Regions from separate parts of the Pan troglodytes genome. Here region 2 is linked to region 1. Evidence: chromatin contacts called from public Hi-C data. All regions are on one chromosome and are shown on one strand. Each heading gives the region's core, a stretch centred on a gene start, on an enhancer-like site or on the middle of the called end of the contact. The rest is flanking DNA. Distances are from core to core; before and after follow the strand shown.

Region 1 (6,540 bases), core at 1,108-3,607:
CCCTATCTCAATTAAAAAAAAAAAACAACCCAAAAGTGTGGCTTCTGCCTTCAAGACATGTACAGTCTAGTAGGGGAGAATATGTAAACATAACAGTTAAAATACAGCCCAGTTAGGGCCTCGCTATAGGTTTGAACAAAGTGCTGCGAAAATCCAGAGAAGAGAGCAGCTGTACCATCTGGGAGCAGGGACAGCAGATGAGTTATCTGAGCAATGGATAACAGCTATTGCCAGTTACAATGAACTGTTACCAGTGGATAACCTTGAATGCAGGTAGAAAACTGACCCACCAACATTGATCTTCTCACGCTTGCAAATATGAGTAACCCTTGGGCTTCCTGATAGAGCCTTCTGGAAAGGTCATGTCTTCTGATTGCTTACTCTAGATTTCTGAAGTTCTTTTTTTCTGGATGAGTCATGGTGTGTACTTAGGAAGGGGACAACAGCAAACATTTCAAGGATGTTTTCTAGGCTCAGGGAGATACCAAATCATGGAAAATTATTTCTTAGGGCTGTCATGATTGGAGGAGGACTCTACTGCAGAGAGCTTAGTATTTCAAAATTATGACAAAAGCAGAGACAAAAAAGCAGTCTCAGCAGAAACTGTGTACTGCAGACCATATTAACAACCTAGGACCACCTGCTCAGCTGGGAATTATGGGCCCAAAGCACAGCAAAATCCTCAATCCCAGATTGTAGTGTTAAATCTTTCTATGGAGAGTATGTTCATAGAAAAATCTTTCTCTCTGGGGGATTGCCCAGATTGTTTTTCATAGAGATCCTTCATTTGAATTATACTATACTGTCCTGCTCTCAGTTTTTAAAAATATACATTTATTTGCTCCTTTTATGTGCTTCTAACTCAGCTATATGTGCACTGTGCCACAGCACTTTAAAAATAGTTCCAAGTAAATTCTCAATATTTATACCAACTCAGAAGGTAGAACAAAACAGATTGAATGTCTTTATATTTTCCAACTAAGTTGAGAGTTTGATATTAAAAAAAAATTCTGTAATATAGCTGATCTTACATGAATTTGGGGGTGACAAACTCTAAACTACTCTGAAAGAAGCAGGTCAAAAGAAAATGGCATTGGGTTAAAAAAATAAATAATTCAAGGGGAAGTAAGGAAGTTAACAGATAATGAGTGCTGTGCTTTAAGTACTTCTTGTTCTATATCATTTTATTTTCAGAATAATTTCATGAGGATAGGCCTGCTGTTCTCATTTACAGATGAGGAACTGAAGTTGAGAGAGCCTGGCTAGGATGGCTGAGCGCGGTGGCTCACGCCTGTAATCCCAGCACTTTGGGAGGCCGAGGCGGGTGGATCACCTGAGGTCAGGAGTTCGAGACCAGCCTGGCCAACATGGTGAAACCTCATCTCTACTAAAAAGACAAAAATTAGCTGGACGTGGTGGCCGGTGCCTGTAATCCCAGCTACTCGGGAGGCTGAGGCAGGAGAATCGTTTGAACCCATGAGGCGGAGGTTGCAGTGAGCCCAAGTTGCACCATTGCACTCCAGCCTGGCAAGAGTAAGACTCTGTTTTCTAAAAAAAAAAAAAAAAAAAGAGCCCCTTGGTAGAAATCTTATAACTAATGTATCTATCCAGGTGATCAAGAAAGACTCAATATTTTTTATTTTTTAGACTATACAAATGAAAATACAAAAGCAAAAATGCTCCCAGTGAGCTTCTGACCCCCAGAAATCCATGCACACCTGAAATGATCAGTTTTTGATGTGTAGGTGGCGGCATATTTTTGAATGAATCCATGACAGAAAGAAGCTCAGTGGATTTCAGTATTTAAAAATGTATATACTTTAGTTTTTTCCATGTTTGTTCTTCTGTGTTTCTTTGTGAAATTCTTTTTTTTTTTTTTTTTTTGAGACAGAGTCTTACTCTCTTGCCCAGGCTAGAGTGCAGTGGTGCAGTCTTGGCTCACTGCAACCCTGCCTCCCGGGTTCAAGCAATTCTCCTGCCTCAGCCTCCCCGAGTAGCTGGGACTACAGGCACTTGCCCGGCTAGTTTTTGTATTTTTAGTAGAGATGGGGTTTCACTCTGTTGGCCAGGCTGGTGTTGAACTCCTGACCTCGTGATCCACTCGCCTTGGCCTCCCAAAGTGCTAGGATTACAGGCGTGAGCCACTGCACCTGGCCTGTGAAACTCTTTTTTTAAAAAAAAAAAAAAATCTCAGTCCATCTCAGGTGTTCTGAAGGGTAATGAGGAAAAGAAGGACAGAACTGTATTGGATCACAGTTTGAGAATTAAAGTTCCTGATGAATTGGGCCCTGGATCAGAAGGAAGGGTGAACTGGGCCCAAAGGGACAAAACCTTGCTTGAAAATGTGCTCAGCTCCCAGGGAGATAGTTGCCAAATGCCTGTGCCTTGTTAGCATTGTTTTGTTTTTATAATGGAGACCATTCTCTCACAAGTCTTAAAAAATTCAGTGTTTGATCCTAGCTGGAACAAGGGGGCTACAGGGTTGGGCAGAACATTTTATACTCTGACTGGCAGCACTATTTACAAACATGAAATTGTGTTGGCTTTTCGAATTCAGTTAAAGTATAGTAATCTAGAAAATTTCCTCGGGAAGGGGATCTTGATGTTATTCTGTGGGCTTTGCTGCCACCTAGTGGATTGTATGTTTCATGTGTTGAGAGACTACTACAAAACATAAGGAGTTGAGTTTGGGGGAAGAAGCTACTGATACCTGTGTTAAAAAACCTAGTTTCTTTCCAGTCATTGGGGGGCAGCAGAGGTCCAGGTAGGTTTAGATGCTGGGTTGGGGGTTGCTTTACATTCTGGCCAGAAGTGGGCAATGTCGAGTTAGGAACAAAAGGGCATAGAACCCTAAAGTGGCCCTAGATTTTGTTGTGTGGGGGAAGACCAAGACTGTGCACATAGACCCTCAGGTTTCCCGTTTGATTTCTTTTTTTCACCTCCTTAGTTTGAGAGCTTCTTTTTTTGGTTTGTTCTACGTCTTTTATTCTCAATGGTGACCTCCCACTGGCAATAATCTTTAATTTTTTGTTGGTGGAGGGGCCCATTTAGTTTTTATTTCATTTTCTCTTTGATATTTCCACCTCATATTGAATTAGGTCCTGCCACCAAATAAGCTCTCTCAGAGGGAACTGTCCTACATTTGTAGGAAATCTGAGGTAGTCACATCATAACTTTTTTCAACTCATTTTTCTCTGTTTAGAAGGTGAGATTAATTATATATTTTTTTATGTGCTGGGGTCTTGCTACGTTGCCCAAGCTGGGAACTCCCTGGGGTCAAGTGCTCCTCCTGGCTGAGGCTTCTGTGTAGCTGGACCTACAGGTGTGTCACAGTGCCTGGCTCTGAGATTAGTTCTTTACCTTTCATTCTTAAAACTTTGAATCTACTTATTTTATTTGCTAAAAAGTGCTAATTGATGACTCTACTTGTTTATTGAACTCTATTTTATATTTGGTGTATTTAAGGCTACCAAAGAAAAAAGAATATCGAAATAGATTTATATTTATGAATTTCATTGCTGCCCTAACTCACTGCCTTATTTTCTCCATCCCCCCAGCTTGGATGACTCCTATTCCAAGTCATTCCCACCCCTCAGGTTGCATAGGAGCCCTTAGTCTACTGCATTCCTCCAGTGCTGCACTTATCACATTGTTATGAAACTATTCATTCACTTTCTTCTCTCTCCCACTGGACTCAATTGTGAACAGTAACAGTGTGTGTTTGTTGAATGAGTGTATGAATGAATAAACCTTTTTTTTTTTTTTTGAGACGGAGTCTCGCTTTGTTGTCCAGGCTGTAGTGCAGTGGCATGATCTTGGCTCACTACAACCTCCGCCTCCCGGGTTCAAGCAGTTCTCCTGCCTCAGCCTCTCGAGTAGCTGGGACTACAAGTGTGTGCTCCCAAGCCTGGCTAATTTTTGTATTTTTAGGAGAGACATGGTTTCACCATGTTGGCCAGTATGGTCTCTATCTTTTGACTTTGTGATCTGCCTACCTTAGCCTCCCAAAGTGCTGGAATTACAGGCATGAGCCACTGTGCCCGGCCAAATAAACAATTTTTAACTGCAAGAAAAAGTTATGTTATTAAGTTACTTGGATGCTAAAACATGGAAAGTGGTACGAAAGAAAAAAAGCCAAGGCAAAGATTCATAGGAGAGGCTGTGGGGTGGGGAAGAACATGAGACAAGAAGTCAGAGGAGGGGCTGGTGCGGTGGCTTAGGCCTGTAATCCCAGCACTTGGGGAGGCCAAGGTGGGAGAATCGCTTGAGGCCAGGAGTTTGAGACCAGCATGGGCGATATAGCAAGACCTTGTCTCTACCAAAAATCAAAAGAATTAGAGGGGCGTGGTGGCGTGTGCCTGTGGTCCCTGCTACTCAGAAGGCTGAGGTGGAAGGATTGCTTGAGCGTGGGAGGTCAAGGCTGCAGTGAACTGTGATCATGCCACTTGCACTCCAGCCTGAGTGACAGAGTGAGACCCTGTCTCAAAAAAAAAAAAAAAAAAAAAAAAAATCAGAAGACTTGTATTGTAGGCTTTGCTCTGTTAACTAGTTGAATGGACAAATAAACTTAACCTCTGAGCCTCAGTTTCTCTGTCTGTGTTGTGAGAGGATTGGTCTGGATGTTCATCAAAGTCTCTTGCCACTGTTAATGCCTCTCAGCAGGATTCTTGATGGTTCTTTTATGTTTGAGGAGGATTGTACTGTTTTTGTGGATCCTCATTTGGGCTTTGCTTTCTGTTTTCTCCTTAATTGTTGCTTTTTATTCATATTTTCAGATTCCCATTATCCATTTATAGGAGGTAGAAAGTTAAATGTGATTATAACAAGATGCACATATTTGTATGAAGCCTTTTACAAAAAATAAACATTGGTAAAATGCCTTCTAGTTCCCACGTTAACAGGCTTGTAGGATTCACATACATTCCACATATACTTTTACATAGATCAGCTCATGTGATCCTTCCTTCCTACCCAGTGATGTGGAGACAGACAAATAGTAGTATTCCTATTTTACACTTGAGGTAATTACACCTTGGTGAAACTTTAGTTGATGTATCCAGGCCCTGGAACTAATAAGTGACTGAGGGGGAACTGGATAGCAGACATTTGGACTCTAAACCTTTATATTCCTTCCTGTTAGGTTTAGGACTCTCAGATGATGGCTTTATATATATGCCATGTTAGAGGGTTTTCATTAAAAATATTAAACTTACTTTTCTTTTTAAGAAATTTTTATTTATTTTAAATTTTCATCAGAGCCATCAGACTGGATGCTTTTCTTTTTTAAATGGGAAAAATTTGGCAGAGATTGGTAGGAAAGGATGAAGGCCGGCTATCTCAAATGTTTCTGCATAGTTGGCCATACTTAATATGGTCCAGGAGAAATGGAGGAGAATGCAGGTCAGGAGACCTGACTTTGGCTAGGGAGGGTGATCCTGGACCAGCACTGTCCAACAGAGCTTTCTGCAGTGGGGAAGCATTCAGGGTCTGCACCGCCCATTATGGTAACCACTAGCCACATGTGGTTATTGAACATTTGAAATGTGGCTAACAGACTGAAGAACTGAATTTTTATTTTAACTTTGACTAAGTTTAAATAGTCACCTGTGTCTAGTGGCTGTGGTGTTGGACAGCACAGCTCTGGACAGATGTGTCAACACTATCAGGTTACAGTTTTCTCATCTCTGTAATGAAAGGATTAAAGAAGCTGATCTCTAAAGCTCCTTTCATTTTTTAGAAATATACAGTCTGTGCCTTCTAAAACTGGTGATTCAAATTGAGCTGTAAACCTAGAATTTCTGCAGAATGGTCTTTGATTCACATTATTTCTAATTTCAGTTTTAATTGGGTGACTAGAATCCAGGATGAGATGAATTTGAAGGAAAATCAGTATTTGAACATATCTGCCCAGTGCTAGTGTCTGAATAGAGATATTGCTGGAGAAGAATACAGATTCCAAATAGAAATGACCCTGGCTGGCATTATCTTTTCTATCTCTACAGCGTCATTTTTAACAGTTCTTTGTGTTATGCCTTGCTTTCTTTTAAGATGATTAGAACAAACTGATTAAATGGCACTGTCTTCTGCCCAGGTGAAATAGACTGAAGTCACGCTAACTTTTCTCAGTAGGTGTCTTCATTTTGCATGTCTTGATATCAGGGGAGGAGATTTTATTAGTCAGTTTCCTGAAACCTTTATGCCCTGGTTAACAGTTGAAACCATTCTTCTTAGCTGTTGAGTAGTCAATTGTGTGAGCTAATATTTCAAAGAATCCTAGAACCTCTGCTTTTAGAATAGTGTCTGGTAAATAGATCTGCTTTAAAAGAGGGGAAGCAGATCTTTGTAAACAGAATTTTCTGAAAACCACTATCAAAGAGACTTACTCTCATGAGTCAATTTTTGCCTTTCACGTGGACTGGCCTCAGCATCTTAGATTTAAATGTTTTAATATAATAAAATCTTGAAACTTTGATTTTGTACTAAACTAGGATTTCTTTTATATTTCTAAAAGTGTCGAGGCTTTGTTCACTGAAAATGGCA
Region 2 (6,540 bases), core at 2,740-5,239, 69 kb before region 1:
AACAGGTGTCTACCATAGTTTCTGTGCCTCTTGGTTCAATTTCTTGAGGAAATCTGCTGCATTTATCCCCACCTTTGGCTTAGTTTCTCCTGGGTTGTTTGCCTACCTGTGACCCAATCGGATGAGTGGCCAACTAATATGTAGGAACGCTGCAGTTAGGGCTCTTGGTGGGGAACACAATGATTGACCTATCTACCACAATAATATAAAAATAAGAAAGAATAGGCTGGGCGCGGTGGCTCACGCCTGTAATCCCAGCACTTTGGGAGGCTGAGGTGGGCAGATCACGAGGTCAGGAGATCAAGACCATCCTGGCTAACACGGTGAAACCACGTCTCTACTAAAAATACAAAAAATTAGCCGGGGGTGGTGGCGGGTGCCTGTAGTCCCAGCTACTCGGGAGGCTGAGGCAGGAGAATGGCGTGAACCTGGGAGGCGGAGCTTGCAGTGAGCCGAGATCGCGCCACTGCACTCCAGCCTGGGCGAAAGAGCAAGACTCTGTCTCAAAAAAAAAAAAAAAAAAAAAAAAGAAAGAAAGAATAGATCCCGGCATGCAGAAATAACCACAATTAATATTTTAGTTAATATACTCATATTCTTTTATCTATGCATTAATATATGTCTTTAAAAAATGGAATCAGCTGGGTGTGGTGGCTCACACCTATAATCCCAGCACTTTGGGAGGCAGAGGCGGGTGGATCACTTGAGGTCAGGAGTTTGAGACCAGCCTGGCCAAATGGCTAAGCCTCCTCTCTACTAAAAATACAAAAATTAGCTGGGCATGGTGGTGCATGCCTGTGCTCCCAGCAACTCAAGAGTCTGATGCATGAGAATCACTTGACCCTGGGAGGCAGAGGTTGCAGTGAGCTGAGATGGCACCACTGCACTCCAGCCTGGGTGACAGAACGACACTTGGTCTCAAAAAAAAGAGAGGCTGGGCGCGGTGGCTCACACCTGTAATCCCAGCACTTTGGGAGGCCAAGGTGGGTGCATTATCTGAGGTTGGGAGTTCGAGACCAGTTCTCCAGAGATGGAGAACCCTGTCTCTACTAAAAATACAAAATTAGTCAGGCATGGTGGCACATGCCCGTAATTCCACTACTCGGGAGGCTGAGGCAGAAGAATCACTTGAACCCAGGTGGCAGAGCCTGCGGTGAGCCGTGATCATGCCATTGCACTCCAGCCTAGGCAACAAGAATTAAACTCTGTCTCAAAAAAAAAAAAAAAAAGGATGATGTCATTTATACTATTTTGCAACACTCTCTTTTTACTTCATTATCTGTTCTTCTGCAATGTTTGTGACTTGAACTAGGGTAATGGGGATGGTGATAAGTGGTTGGATTTGACATATATATAAAGATAGAGCCAGTGGGATTTGCTAATGAATTGGGTATGAGATGTGAGAAAAAGAAATTGCTGAAATTGTTAGATACTATTGCCTGTTCATGGGGGTATATGATGTGACATTGAAATTAGAAGCTTTTTGGACTAAAATTCATATATACTGAGCAACTTTTGCTTTTCCAGTTAGGCATTATGGGGATTCAAAAATAATTTTATGAAAAAAATCCCTGTTCCCAAGGAACTTAAAAATCTGCCCAGAGGCTAAATAACCACAAATGAAATGATGAAATATATGGCAATAAAAATGAGTCACACACCACAACATGATTGAATTTCAAAACTATAAGGTTGAGAAAAAGATGTCAGACACAAAAAAAGACCTATTAGATGATTTCATTTATATGAATTTCCAAAACAGGCAAAACTAATCCATGGTGTTAGAAATCAAGATAATGGTTACAGCTGGGATGTGGGGAGGGAGCTTGAGAAGGATTTCTGGGGTGCTAGTACCATTCTATTTCTTCACCAGGGTGGTGGTTACATGAATGTGTTCACTTTATTGATAATTCATTGAGCTTATGATTTGTATACTTTTCTGTACATGTGTTATATTTAAATTAAAAAAGGTTAAAAACACTCCAGTTCTACACTGTGGATTCCTGATTCCAAGTGCAAGAAAAGGATATCTAAAGAGGGAGAACCTAGCTTAGGCTAGGAAAAGGGACAAGAGTAGGGCCTAGAGACTAGGCGGTGGAGAAGATGGTCCCAATGGTAGGACACTTGGGGCCCGAGTGTGCAGTAAGAAAGTGAGGGCCAGCGTGGGGCACAGTGAATAGAGTGGCTCAACCGAAGTAAAAGATGCACAAGGTGATGTGTAAGACAGGAGCTGAGTCTGGGCGGTAATTCAAGGGAGACTGGGATTAGGGGGTCTTGAGTGCCAGGCTATGCAGTGTGGGACCTTTTGTTTCACATAGTGCAAGGTTACTGAAGCTTTGGCATATTGATCACAGTGTATTAGGATGTTGAAGAGGAGGGTCCTGGGTAAATGGAGTGGTAGGGATGGATGGAACTGTCACAGTGGGGCTGGAGAGGGGGTGGATGGAGGACTGTATGCTGTGAGGCTCTCTGAGATAGGCCTGGGGGTGTTGATCTTGGCTAGTGTTCTGTTCCCAGTTCTTGTTAGTGTAGATGTTTAGGTTTGCATCCTTTCCTAAGTGGGCCTCAGGGGCATCAGACTCAGGCTTGGTGTTCAGGGACAGCTTCGTAATGTGCCCCTGAGGAGTGCCCCATGTTTGGATGTTTCTCAGAAAGTGCATGCTCTCACCTGAGCCAATCCCACCCCAACCCTCCCAAGTGGGGTCCAAACATGGGACCCTTCTAGAGTATGCCCCCTTCAGCCCTGACAGTGCAGAGTCTGTTTGCAGCAACGCAAGCCTCAGCGCCCAGCACGGAAGCCTGGGGCAGCTGTGTGGGCAGGATATGCTGGGGGCCAGCCCCCTCTACCTTATTTAGGCAAATGTGAGTATTTCTGAATCCTCCCGCTGAATCCCTTCCAGCTTACTGACTCCTCTATAGAGTGCAGATGGTGGAGGACAGGAAGTAGTTTCTTCATTTCCAGGAATCCTGGGCAACCGAAATTCCCATGTAGAGAAGCATCTTCCCTTTGTCTTCACACTTTGTAGCCAACCAGATATGCTGTCCAAGGAGAGAATAGTTGATTAAGGCAGAAGCATGGTCCTGATGAGATGTATTCCAGAGCCAGAAGGGACAGTATTCTTCCCTCTAGGGTGGGATGATCAATATCTCAGTAGGGACAGGGAAGATAAGGTTTGTTCTTTTCCAGTATTGCAGAATAGGAGGGGTTCTAGAAAATAAAGCAATATGGTGTTTTATGATTTCACACATCATATGAATTATCATACATTTGTTCTTCACGATCCTTGGCAATGATCTATCATATGAGTTATCTTATTTTCCGTTTTGTGCTTCTCAACCTCATGAGGAAGATGAGGAAAAGAGCATTACCGCTGTTTGTCACATGAGGATTCATTTGCAGATAGTATGAAAATGGAGGCAATTTTTCCAGTCTCAAGAATGGTAAAAGGCACAGGTGGGACTTGAACCCAGACTCTTGGCTTCAAGTCCAGAGTTTTCTCATGCACCGGCTACCCCTCAACAGGATTTGACTATCCTGCAGTAACCCTAGAGGAAGTTTAGTCCTTGGGACGCTTGGCCTGCCAGTCTCTGAAAAAAATATGATGGGGATGGTGGTGGTGGTAGTGCATGCTGGGTTGAGGGGACAGAGGAAGAAGCAGGTTGATGGCTGTTGTCCATCAGGTAACACAGTGTTTCTTTTCCCATTTTCTCTGGAATCAAGAAGCAACCAGAAGACTGGGCTGAGCAGAAGACTGGAGAGGGTGCAGGAAAGATGGTAGCAGGAGAGGAGAATAAAGCACCATCCAGGAGCTTAGTGGATAGTGCCCCTTTTCTCTCCCCAACTGGATCAGATTGTGTAGACAGTGTGGGAGGTGCAGCTGGTCAATGCTTAACCGAAGGTGACTTCCTTACACACTCAGGATTAGGGCCGGAGGATTTGTAGACCTCTCTATGCTGGAATGGATGTCATACCTTGTAACTTCCTCAGCAGTGTAAAACATCCAACATGTACCTTCCAGCTGTCTACAACACGAGTGCATGCTCGTCCGACAAGAGGTCACAGCTAGGGCAACAATCCACATGAGTTGGGAAGGGCTCATTTCACCTGTCAAACACTGCGGCTCTCATGTGGAATGCACTGTGGCTTTTTGGTCAAGATAATTACCGTGGAAGATCCTAGGTGGCAGCAAATCCCAGGTGAACAGACTGAGCCGTGGAGGTGGCATAAGGCAACCCTAGCCGAGGTGAGTGCAGACCAATCGTTTGGCATTTGGGGGCTGGCTGGGAGCAGCAGTTCCTGTTATAATCTCAGGTGTGTATCTTTGCCTTCATTAAGCTTCTTAATATTTCTGATGTGAGGAAATGATTTTCCAGTGGGTGCAGTGGCACCTTATGCAAAGATGTATTTTGAGAGTTAAATGAATTAAGTCTTGATCCCTCATCTTACCATTTCCAGATTTGGTGACCAAGTCCAAATTCATCCTCCATACTTCTCTTCTAGATTTTACAGACTGTGCATATATCTACATTTAGTAACTGCTGTCTTTCTGTGTGTGTGTGTGTGTGTGTGTTTCTACCATGCCAGGGGTCAGGGCTTCTTCTTGGGGCTGTGGCCTTTCCTCCTGCTACATTGGTTCTTTAAGATCCTTGGCAATGATCCATGCTATAACATAGATGAACCTTTAAAAATATTATAGTAAGTGGCCTACACCTGTAATCTCAGCACTTTGGGATGCTAAGACAGGAAGATCGCTTGAGCCCAGGAGTTCGAGACCAGCCTGGGCAATATGGCAAAACCCCTATCACTACAAAAAATACAAAAATTGGCCGGGCATGGTGGTGTGTGCCTGTAGTCCCAGTTACTTGGGAGTCTGAGGTGGGAGAATCACTTGAGCCTGGGAGGTCGAGGATGTAGTGAGTTATGATTGCACCACTGCACTCCAGCCTGGGTGACAGAGTGAGACCCTGTCTCAAAAAATAAAAAAAGTAAAATTATTTTCTAATTAAAAAAAAAATTAGGCTAGGCACGGTGGCTCACGCCTGTAATCCCAGCACTTTGGGAGGCCGAGGTGGATGGATCACTTGAAGTCAGGAGTTCGAGACCAGCCTGGCCAACATGGGGAAACCCTGTCTCTACTAAAAATACAAAAATCTGCTGAGCGTGGTGGCAGACGCCTGTAATCCCAGCTACTTGGGAGGCTGAGGCTGGAGAATTGCTTGAACCGGGGAGGCAGAGGTTGCAGTGACCAGAGATTGCACCATTGCACTCCAGCCTGGGTGACAAGAGTAAAACTCCATCTCAAAAAAAAAAAAAAAAATTATCCAGGTGTGATGGTGTGCACCTGTAGTCCTAGCTACTTGGGAGGCTGAGGCAGGAGGATCACTTGAGCCCAGGAGTTTGGGGCTGCAGTGAGCTATCTTCATGCCACTGCACTCCAGCCTCACTGACAGAGCAGGACCCTGTCTCTAAAAAAAATTTAAAAATAAAAATATAGAAAATATTATAGTAAGTGAAAGAAGCTAGACACAAAGGACCACATATGGTATGATTCATTTATATGAAATGTCCAGAATAGGCAAATCCATAGTCAGAAAGTAGAAAAATAGTTTCCAGGGAATGGAGGAGGGATCATTAAAATATCCTTAAATCTGCCGGGCATGGTGGCTCGTCCCTGTAATCCCAGCACTTTGGGAGGTCAAGGCGGGAAGATCACGAGGTCAGGAGCTGGAGACCAGCCTGACCAACACAGTGAAACCTCATCTCTACTACAAATACAAAAATTAGCTGGGCATGGTGGCACACGCCTGTAATCCCAGCTTACTCAGGAGGCTGAGGCAGGAGAATCGCTTGAACCCTGGAGGTGGAGGTTGCAGTGAGCTGAGCTCGTGCCACTGCACTCCAGCCTGGGTGACAGAGCGAGACTCCATCTCAAAAAAATATATATATTCTTAAGTTGATTGTGGTGATGGACACACAGTTTTGTGAATACACTAAAAGCTATTGAATTGTATACTTTAAATGGGTGGAATGTATGGTACTTGAGTTATATATCAATAAAGCTGTTAAGAAAGAAAAGATCCTTGGCAATGCAAATGTGGTGAGTTGTCTGGAGAGACCGTCCATGTGCCAAGGCTACAGGAAGGTAGGGCAGGTCGTGAGGACAGGTTCTGTGCAGGAGTGGCTGATGTTCTGACTCAGCTTAGATGGGCAGAGGTCAACTCAGTCCTCGGGATTTCTGCGGTCCTCTTCCTTTACTAGATTATTCTTGTTTTTCCTAGTCCAATCCGTATTCTTCTTCGTCACTGGTAATTGCGTGGCCTCTGCTATCCAGAGTCCCTCCTAGGTATAGAAGCCCTATTTGACCTTGTCCCTGGAATCTATCAGTTTTCCTGGTAGTTGGTTTGCTTTCCAGACTAATGGCCCAGGACAAATATCCATGAAAAAACTTTGCCGTCCCTTAATTTTTCCTCTGTTTCTGTGATTTTTCTGAAATCAGGTTTCTTCGCATCTCTTTTAGACTGAAAGCTGTGCGAGGGCAT

What was found. A called contact is a pair of places that touch in the nucleus more often than the background predicts.
Region 2: a contact with region 1 is called in a Hi-C map of induced pluripotent stem cells, with 1.6 times the contacts expected there. The contact joins the promoter of OR6J1 here to the enhancer-like site in region 1. A contact is called at or near these places in 4 of 7 Hi-C or Micro-C datasets (blood, induced pluripotent stem cells, a lymphoblastoid cell line and 1 more).

Annotation. Positions count from the first base shown.
Region 1 is chr15:20,954,583-20,961,122 of NHGRI_mPanTro3-v2.0_pri, reverse strand. All of the region lies in intron 2 of DAD1 (defender against cell death 1), which reads left to right. Among named protein-coding and RNA genes, the nearest start is that of DAD1, 27 kb to the left of the region's middle. Within about 2 kb of position 2,357, at least 5 of the 24 cell types and tissues checked have an H3K27ac peak or open chromatin away from gene starts, as enhancers often do. A contact at or near this core is called in induced pluripotent stem cells, where this site is marked.
Region 2 is chr15:21,025,660-21,032,199 of NHGRI_mPanTro3-v2.0_pri, reverse strand. It overlaps OR6J1 (olfactory receptor family 6 subfamily J member 1), which reads left to right and starts at 3,989. Exons shown (of 2, transcript XM_001149048.6): 1 at 3,989-4,244.